Linked DNA regions of Sus scrofa: region 2 is linked to region 1. Evidence: chromatin contacts called from public Hi-C data. All regions are on one chromosome and are shown on one strand. The core of a region is the stretch at or near the end of the contact, and the rest is flanking DNA. Distances in the headings are between cores, read along the strand shown. Region 1 holds the start of CPLX3 (complexin-3). Region 2 holds the start of CSK (c-src tyrosine kinase).

The links. Hi-C and Micro-C count contacts between places; a contact is called where the count stands out from the background.
Region 2: a Hi-C map of subcutaneous adipose tissue shows a contact between it and region 1, with 2.8 times the contacts expected there. The contact joins the promoter of CSK here to the promoter of CPLX3 in region 1. A contact is called at or near these places in 1 of 5 promoter capture datasets (liver), 6 of 47 Hi-C or Micro-C datasets (alveolar macrophages, fetal heart ventricle, heart right ventricle and 3 more) and 1 of 2 datasets of contacts at active chromatin or transcription factors (alveolar macrophages).

Annotation. Positions count from the first base shown.
Region 1 is chr7:58,715,410-58,718,892 of Sscrofa11.1, forward strand. It overlaps CPLX3 (complexin-3), which reads right to left and starts at 1,619. Exons shown (of 3, transcript XM_003128491.4): 1 at 1,354-1,619; 2 at 85-172. The coding sequence starts at 1,517. It overlaps LMAN1L (protein ERGIC-53-like), which reads right to left. Exons shown (of 14, transcript XM_021099048.1): 14 at 1,750-2,705. The coding sequence ends at 2,580.
Region 2 is chr7:58,753,226-58,756,708 of Sscrofa11.1, forward strand. CSK (c-src tyrosine kinase) reads right to left here and starts at 1,809. Exons shown (of 13, transcript NM_001190173.1): 1 at 1,435-1,809.

The sequences.
Region 1 (3,483 bases), core at 369-2,868:
ACCCTCCTCGAGAGTTGCAGAGGAGTCTGCAGCCCAGAGCTCAGGGTCCTGGATGTTCCTTGCAGCCCCAGCCCCTAAGCTTACCTTGGGCAGCCGGTATTTGTCTCGAAAGTGGCTCCGCAGCGTGGCCCGTTCTGCCTTCCTCTGAGTGAACTGTGCATCCCGCTCCATCCTGCGGGGGCACGAGGGCCAGAATCATGGACAGGGCTGAGAGAATGGGTGGGGGCTGAGAGGAAGGGGCTGGAAGGGTCTCTGCGTCCTGGCCAAGGTTAACAATGCTTCCACCTGCTGGCCTGTGTGCTGGGTACTTGGTGCTCTGATCTGCTGCAATCTTTGCCACCTCTCCCCATCACAGAGCACTTTATCACCTCCACACCCGTTACTAGACGGAGCTATTGGGGCAGGGGCGTCACTCTGTCTGGCTCTCTCTGCAGACCCTAATATATGTCCCTTGTGGCCTCTGACTGGGTCTTTTTCCCTCCTTGACAGATTGTGTCTTGTGAGGGGAAGTATTCAGGACAGACATGAGTCCGAGTCCTGGCTCCACTTCCGTACCACTTTTGGTACGTCTTTGAGTAGGTCACTTACCTTCCTCTTTTGTAAAATGGGGGTAAGATTTTGCAACTCACAAAACTGTTATTACGACTAAGTGATATAATAAGAGCTAATATTCAATGATTTACCATGTACCAGGAGCTCCACTAAGTGGTTTATGTGCATTAAAGTTTATCCCTCAAAAAAATATAAGGCACTTTTTATGATTACCATCCTCATTTTACAGAAGAAGAAACTGAGGCACAGAAAGATTAAGTAACTTGCCTAAAGTCACCCTTCTAAAAAGAAGCAAAGCTGGGACCTGACCCAAGCAGCCTAGCTCTAGAGTTCAGCCCTTGATTCCACCCCAGCTGCCTTTTTGTCCAGCATTGTCCTCACACAAGTACCCTCAATATCTGTGAGTGCCTCCATCTCAGGATCTGTTTCCACAACTGGTTTCCCCCTCAGCTGCACCGCTTTTCTCAGAGTTTCAGGCTCTGAGGAGCTCCAGTTGGAAGACACAGACGGCTGGGACCAGATCGGATTAAGGGATTACTTATTTCGTCAGAAATGCACGTGCCCCCACCTCGTCCCAGGGCCCTATCGCCCCTTCCCCCACTCCCTGGACCCGAAGGCGAAAGTGGAGCAGGGTTTCTGGGTTTGAGATGGGGTGGCTCTGGGGGCAGCCTAGAGGGCACCTCCCAGTTTCTTATTGCGTCTAGAAAAGTAGGGGAGAGGCTCGGGGTCTGAGACTCCCCTAAGCGTGGGCAGGGCGGTTCATTAGGGGTTAGGATGGGGAGGGTCGTTGGAGCCACTCACTTCTCTTCCACCAGTTGCTTCTGATACTCTTCATACTCCTCTCGGCTCATGCCCTGCGCTTCGGCGGCCGACTTGTCCCCGTCCCCCTTGTCCTCGCCGCCCCCTAGGCTCCCAGTGAGGTTCTTCAGCTGGCCGCCCACCATGGTCTTCACCATAAACGCCATGGTCTTCGCTGGCCCCGGGCGCTGGGTACCACGCGCCGGGCACCCAGGCACGTCCGCGCCTACTTCAGCACTAGGTCTCGGGGACAGCTCCCGCCGCAGGCAGGCGCCCCACGTTCTGCACCGCCCACCGCCCGCCCCTGCCCGGGCCCGCCTCCACCTCCCCAAACCCCTCCTCACAGGGGGCGGGGGGCATGCACGGGGCTGAGAAGGCTGGACCACGTGCACGCTCTTCACTCCCGCCTCCCCCACGTCCCTCCTTCAATGCCAAGCTCCGCTGGCCACAGCGGATTGGGGCCTGCCGCGATGTGGGGGGTGGGGGGCTCGCTCTCCAGGGGAATGAGCTGCGCTTTTACGCGCCCAGAACCCTATTTCCTACTCTCCCCCTAGTTCCTCCTCCCCCGGGTCGCTAATAACCAGGATTTCACTGAGAGATGCGAATAGCGAATAGCCCCGGGCCCTACCCCAACCTCCTCTTCGACCCGCTGCTCCAGCAGCTGGGAAAGGGAAGCAGAGCGGGAATCCCAATTACGGCTCCATGGGTTGCCTCTCAGAGTTCTTAATTGTGCGCCTGCCCTGCTGACCCCTGGAGCTATAAGAAGCAGGGAGAAATAGCTGTTCCTGGTGATGCTGGCTGGGCAGGACCAGGAAAGGCACCTGGACCACTCTTTGTTCTGGATAAATGTGGGGACAGAATTATACACAGCTGTGACTCCGTCTCCCACCACAGCCCAGGGCTCAGGGCCTGTGGAGTATCAAGGACTGTCTTCTGGAAGTCAAGCCAGCCCTTGGCCTCTTTGCCTGTTTGGACCTCACTCCTAGCTATTATCTGAAAGAGATGGAAGTCTTCAGAGAGATTAAGGGAAAGCTGGAAGGTAAATGAGTATATTAAAGCATGGGGAGAGGGAAATCACTTTTAATAAGGTTGGAGCCTCTGAAAACTAAGGTGTGGATAGGAAGTGGGTACCCAGAGGGAGAGAAACTGGCCAAGCCCTCCATCCTCCAGGCATATATCGATTTCTTAGTTTCGAGTCGTGGACATTTTCTTCAGGTCTTTGAGGCAGGTCATGCATGTATGTTGGGGTAGAGGGGCTGCCGTCTCAGAGCACCCAGAGCCCTAGAGATTTGTGGTGCTGGACTCAGAGGAAGGCTGCCTGTGGACAGATAGTCCTGAAGGTTCTTGTCCAGCTCCTGCTTGCTGCTAGGAAGAGAAGAAATTTACTTGAGCTTCTCAGATCTGGGTTTTTGAGACTAGACACTCTACACCTGCTATACTCATCTCCCTACACACTGCACCACAGCACCCCCTCCTCTGGGACTTCTATAGCTGCCTTGACCTGCTCCATCAGGACCACACTTTCCTCTAGCATTCAAGGTCTGTGCAGGTAGCTCCAGCCTTATGGCCAGCATAACATCCCTGTGTAACACATAAGCCTGTCATCATTTCCACCACATACCTTTGCTGTTCTCCACAACTGCAGGTCATTCCCTCTCCCACTCTGCTTTTAAAACTCAGTGCATTTTGGTCCTCCTCTAGGACCATCCCAGCCCATACTGATTCTTCTTGTCTTGAAATTCCACCAACAAGGACTGTCCTATTTCTGAGCTCCTTAGCACACCTTAGTATTTCTAAATGTTCCATTCATCTACAAACACTCTTCAAGCAGAAATGTGACCTCCCTCCAACCTTTTTTTAATTTTTTTTTTTTGGTCTTTTGTCCTTTTAGGGCCGCAGTGGCAGCATATGGAGGTTCCCAGGCTAGGGGTCAAATCAGAGCTACAGCTGCCAACCTACACCACAGCCACAGCAACACCAAATCCGAGCAGCATCTGCAACCTACACCGTAGCTCACAGCAATGCCAGATCCTTAACCCACTGAGCAAGGCCAGGGATCAAACCCACAACCTTATGGTTTCTAGTTGGATTCGTTTCCATTGTGCCATGATGGGAACTCTGCCCACCAACCTT
Region 2 (3,483 bases), core at 559-3,058, 38 kb after region 1:
GGCCCCAGATATGGCTCAGTATCCTCCAGGGAACCTCCCACACTTCCAGGAGCCAGAGGATGCTGCCACAGTCCCAATCTTCTTCCTGCTGCCTTCACCCTGTTCCTGCGGGGCCCCACCGAGAAAGACATTGGGACCATCAGGGTGTGGGGAGCTTGGAAGAGACCCCCTGGGTGTGCTCGCTCTGACAATGCTCCTATGCCAAGGCTATACGAGGCTTGCTCCCTGTGGACACAGGGCTCTCACATTCTGCATCCAGATCCATTCATGCTCCTATACCAGCTGGGCCAAAGGGTCAGGAATGACGATCAGGCTGTTTCAGCTCAGCACCAGGGCTACACCCCACGGGTGCCCCCGCATGCCACTTCCCGTCAGTAAGACCCAGCCTCAAGCACCAGAGGGAAATCCCATGGGCAGTGCTGATTCGGTCTGAGCCCAGACCCAGGCAGAACCGTCACCGGAAGCCCTCTCCCTCCTCTCTAGCCCTCTGCAGGGGAGCACGTGCTCACCCCACAAGGTCCCATGGGCCAGGCTGGGGGCTTATGGCCCCAGTGGGTAAAGGCTTATGCCTGGTTTCCCTGTACCCATAGCAGTCCAGGTGTTGTGGGGTGGTGGTGGGAGGGGATGGATGACGGAGGGACAGACAGCCTAACTCTGCCAAAGGCCTGGGATAGCAACTTCCCCCTTTGAGCCTCAGCCCCCCAGCCTACAAAATGGGAGGGGAGGTGAACCCTTAGTTAAGCTCCAAGGATCTGGTAGCTGGACACACCCCTTCCTGACAACTGGCCTGGCCTCCAACGAGCCTGGGAGAACAGAAAGGGCTGACCAGGACGCTAGGAGGTGGGGACCCACCTCCTAATGCCCAGTGTCACCTCCACCGAGGCCAGAGGCCCTGCCTAGTTTCCCACCCAAGGGTCAGATGTCCCTGGGCTTAGGCCTGGTCTTCTAAAAGTCCGAAGATGATAAGCTCAACCTCTGGCAGGCTCAAGGGAGGCGGCTGGACCCTGGGCCTCCGCAGAGGGAATGAAGGAGGGGTCAGAACCAGGCAGGCCAAAAAACCTGCAGGCCTGCAGGGAGGCCCTGGGCAGGGAATGGCAAACAGCCCATTCTCCTGGGCTCTGGTCCACGCTGACCCCTTCCCCTCCGCTCCAGCCAGCCCCAATACGGGGAAAGGACAGACTCCGGGTGGCCTGAGACAAGTCTGAGGGGCTGGGAGGGCAGTACCTCCCTCGTGAGCCCCCCTCCCAGACGGGCTGACAGTGACTCCCGGGAGATTTCGAACCCGGGAAGGAGGGGGTAAGGGAGTGGGGGATGGGTGTGGACGCCACGGCAGCTGCAACAGAAGCAACAGAAGCGGGACGTACAACCTCCACCCGTCTTCCCCTTGGGAAGCACTCGGACGCCCACCTCCTTCAGGGCCTGCCAGACACTCACCTTTTTCGGGGCACTGCGGTCCGGGCCACCTCGCTGCGGGCAGCATCAGCGGCCTGCGGGACGGTCCATGCGGCCAGCCGAGAAGGGAGGGGCGCAGGGGTCCCCGGGGGGTGCGGTACAAAGAGGTCTGGGTGCGAAAGGAGGGGGAGGAAGGACGGCCAGACAGAGGCAGGGGGATGGCTGCGCGGCCCGGGTCGGGGAGGGAAGAAAGGCGGGGGAAGGGGGGCGGGAGGGACTCAGGGGGAGGAAACAATGTAGCCGGTGAGGCCCCGGCAGAGTTCCGCTTCCAAACGCCGACACCAAGGCTCGATCTGGGGACGTCGCGCCGGCTGCCCCGGGCTGCCCCGGACGCTGGCTCGGGGGCCGCAGGGTCTCTCCACGTTCCACGCCCCGGAGACTCCTGCGGCCAGAGGCTGCCTGGAGCGGGAGGGACGGCTGGCCGGGGGATAGCCCCGACGGCGGCGCTGCCGGGCGATGGCCCAGCTCGGACCCCACCCCGGCAGGACCTCCGGACAGGGTGCGGGGTGGGGCGGGAGCGAGAGGGCGGCGGCGGTCTCAGCGGCGGCGGCCAAGCTCGGCTCGCCCTGGGCTCCGCTGGGAGGAAGCTCGCAGGCCTGGCGAGAGGAAGCGCGGCCCCGGATCCTCCGCCCGCGGCAGCGCGCCTGCGCGAGGGAGCCAGCCGGGAGCACGGCGGGGCGTGGGCTGGCGGGAGGACAGCGCCCTCTGTCGGGATCCCGGGGCACTGCGGGGGGTGTGTCCGCGCCCAAGCCCTGCCCCCACCTGCCCGCCCGCGTCGAAGGCTTCAGAAGGTCCCTCACTGAGGGCCGAACAGTCCGCCTTGGAGCAAACGCCAAAACTTCCCTGGGGAACAGCTCTCCCTATGCAGAAGCGACCTCCTTCTTCTCGTATCTTTTTGTGGAGAATGGGTCTCGCTCGCAGCAGCATTCATTCATTCATAGGTGTTTCCTGGCGCTGATGTTGCGACAGGCCCTGTAATGAAGACCGCTTCATTACTGCCAAGGAGTTCCCAGAACTGGCAGGCCAGCAGACAAGCGCTAAGAAATAATTGATAAAAGTGAAGAAGTGTGTACAGGTCCACAAGAAGCAGAAAAGAGGGAAGGGTAATGGGCAATCTTCATAAAGCTGGGACCCCAGGCAGAAGGAACAGCATGGACAAAGGTAGGGAGAGGTGAGAGCCATTTGGTGGCTCTGGGAACTGTAAATAGCTCAGTATGGCTGCAGTTTGCAGTGTGGGTCCAGGAGAGTCCTGGGAGATGGCGTCCCCGACAGCCGCGGAGACAAAAGAGATCCAAAAAGACTGATGGGACTTTTCTTGGACTTTGTTTTCGAAAAGCCTGGCAGCAATGAGGAAGTTGTCAGTAGCTATGTGACCTTGGGAAAGTTACTTAACCTCTCTGGGCTCTAGTTTACCAAACAGGGAAAGTAACAGCACCAACTTCTTAAGGTTTTGTGGGGAGGAAATGAGTTAATACATTTAAAGAGCTTAGCATGCAGTGGCAGGCACATGGTCAGTCCTTAGCCAAGTATTGCCTGTTATTATATATTACAGTTAACAGGATGTCATCTGCTCTGAGCTACAGGAGCTGATGTGCATGTGGGGGGGGGGGGGAGCATACAGTTTTGGGGGCAGGGCAGTGATGGTGGAAAGACCAGAGACTCCAGTGTAGGTGGGGGTGGGGGGGCACTATCCTAGGGACTGGGCCCTGAAGGAAGAGTCTGGTTTGGGTGGGCAGAGGGGAGGGGCATACTGTGGTGGGGGAAATGAGGTGTACTTGCAAAGTCTTGAAATTCAAAATAAGTGAGGGGCTAGGGACTGAGAGGGACAGTAAAGGGCCCTGTGGGAGAGTGAGCTGAATGTGCAGTGTGGCTGTACATTGCACAGAGAGGAGTTGGGTTTGCCTCCCGAGACAGACCACAGAATGGCCCTCCGACCCAGTGCACCCCTGGGCCAGCTTTCCAGTACGGAGCCAGCCCTTCAAGGAGTGAAGCAGTAGTCCCACCCCTGCCCTTAGGAGACATCCACTAAGT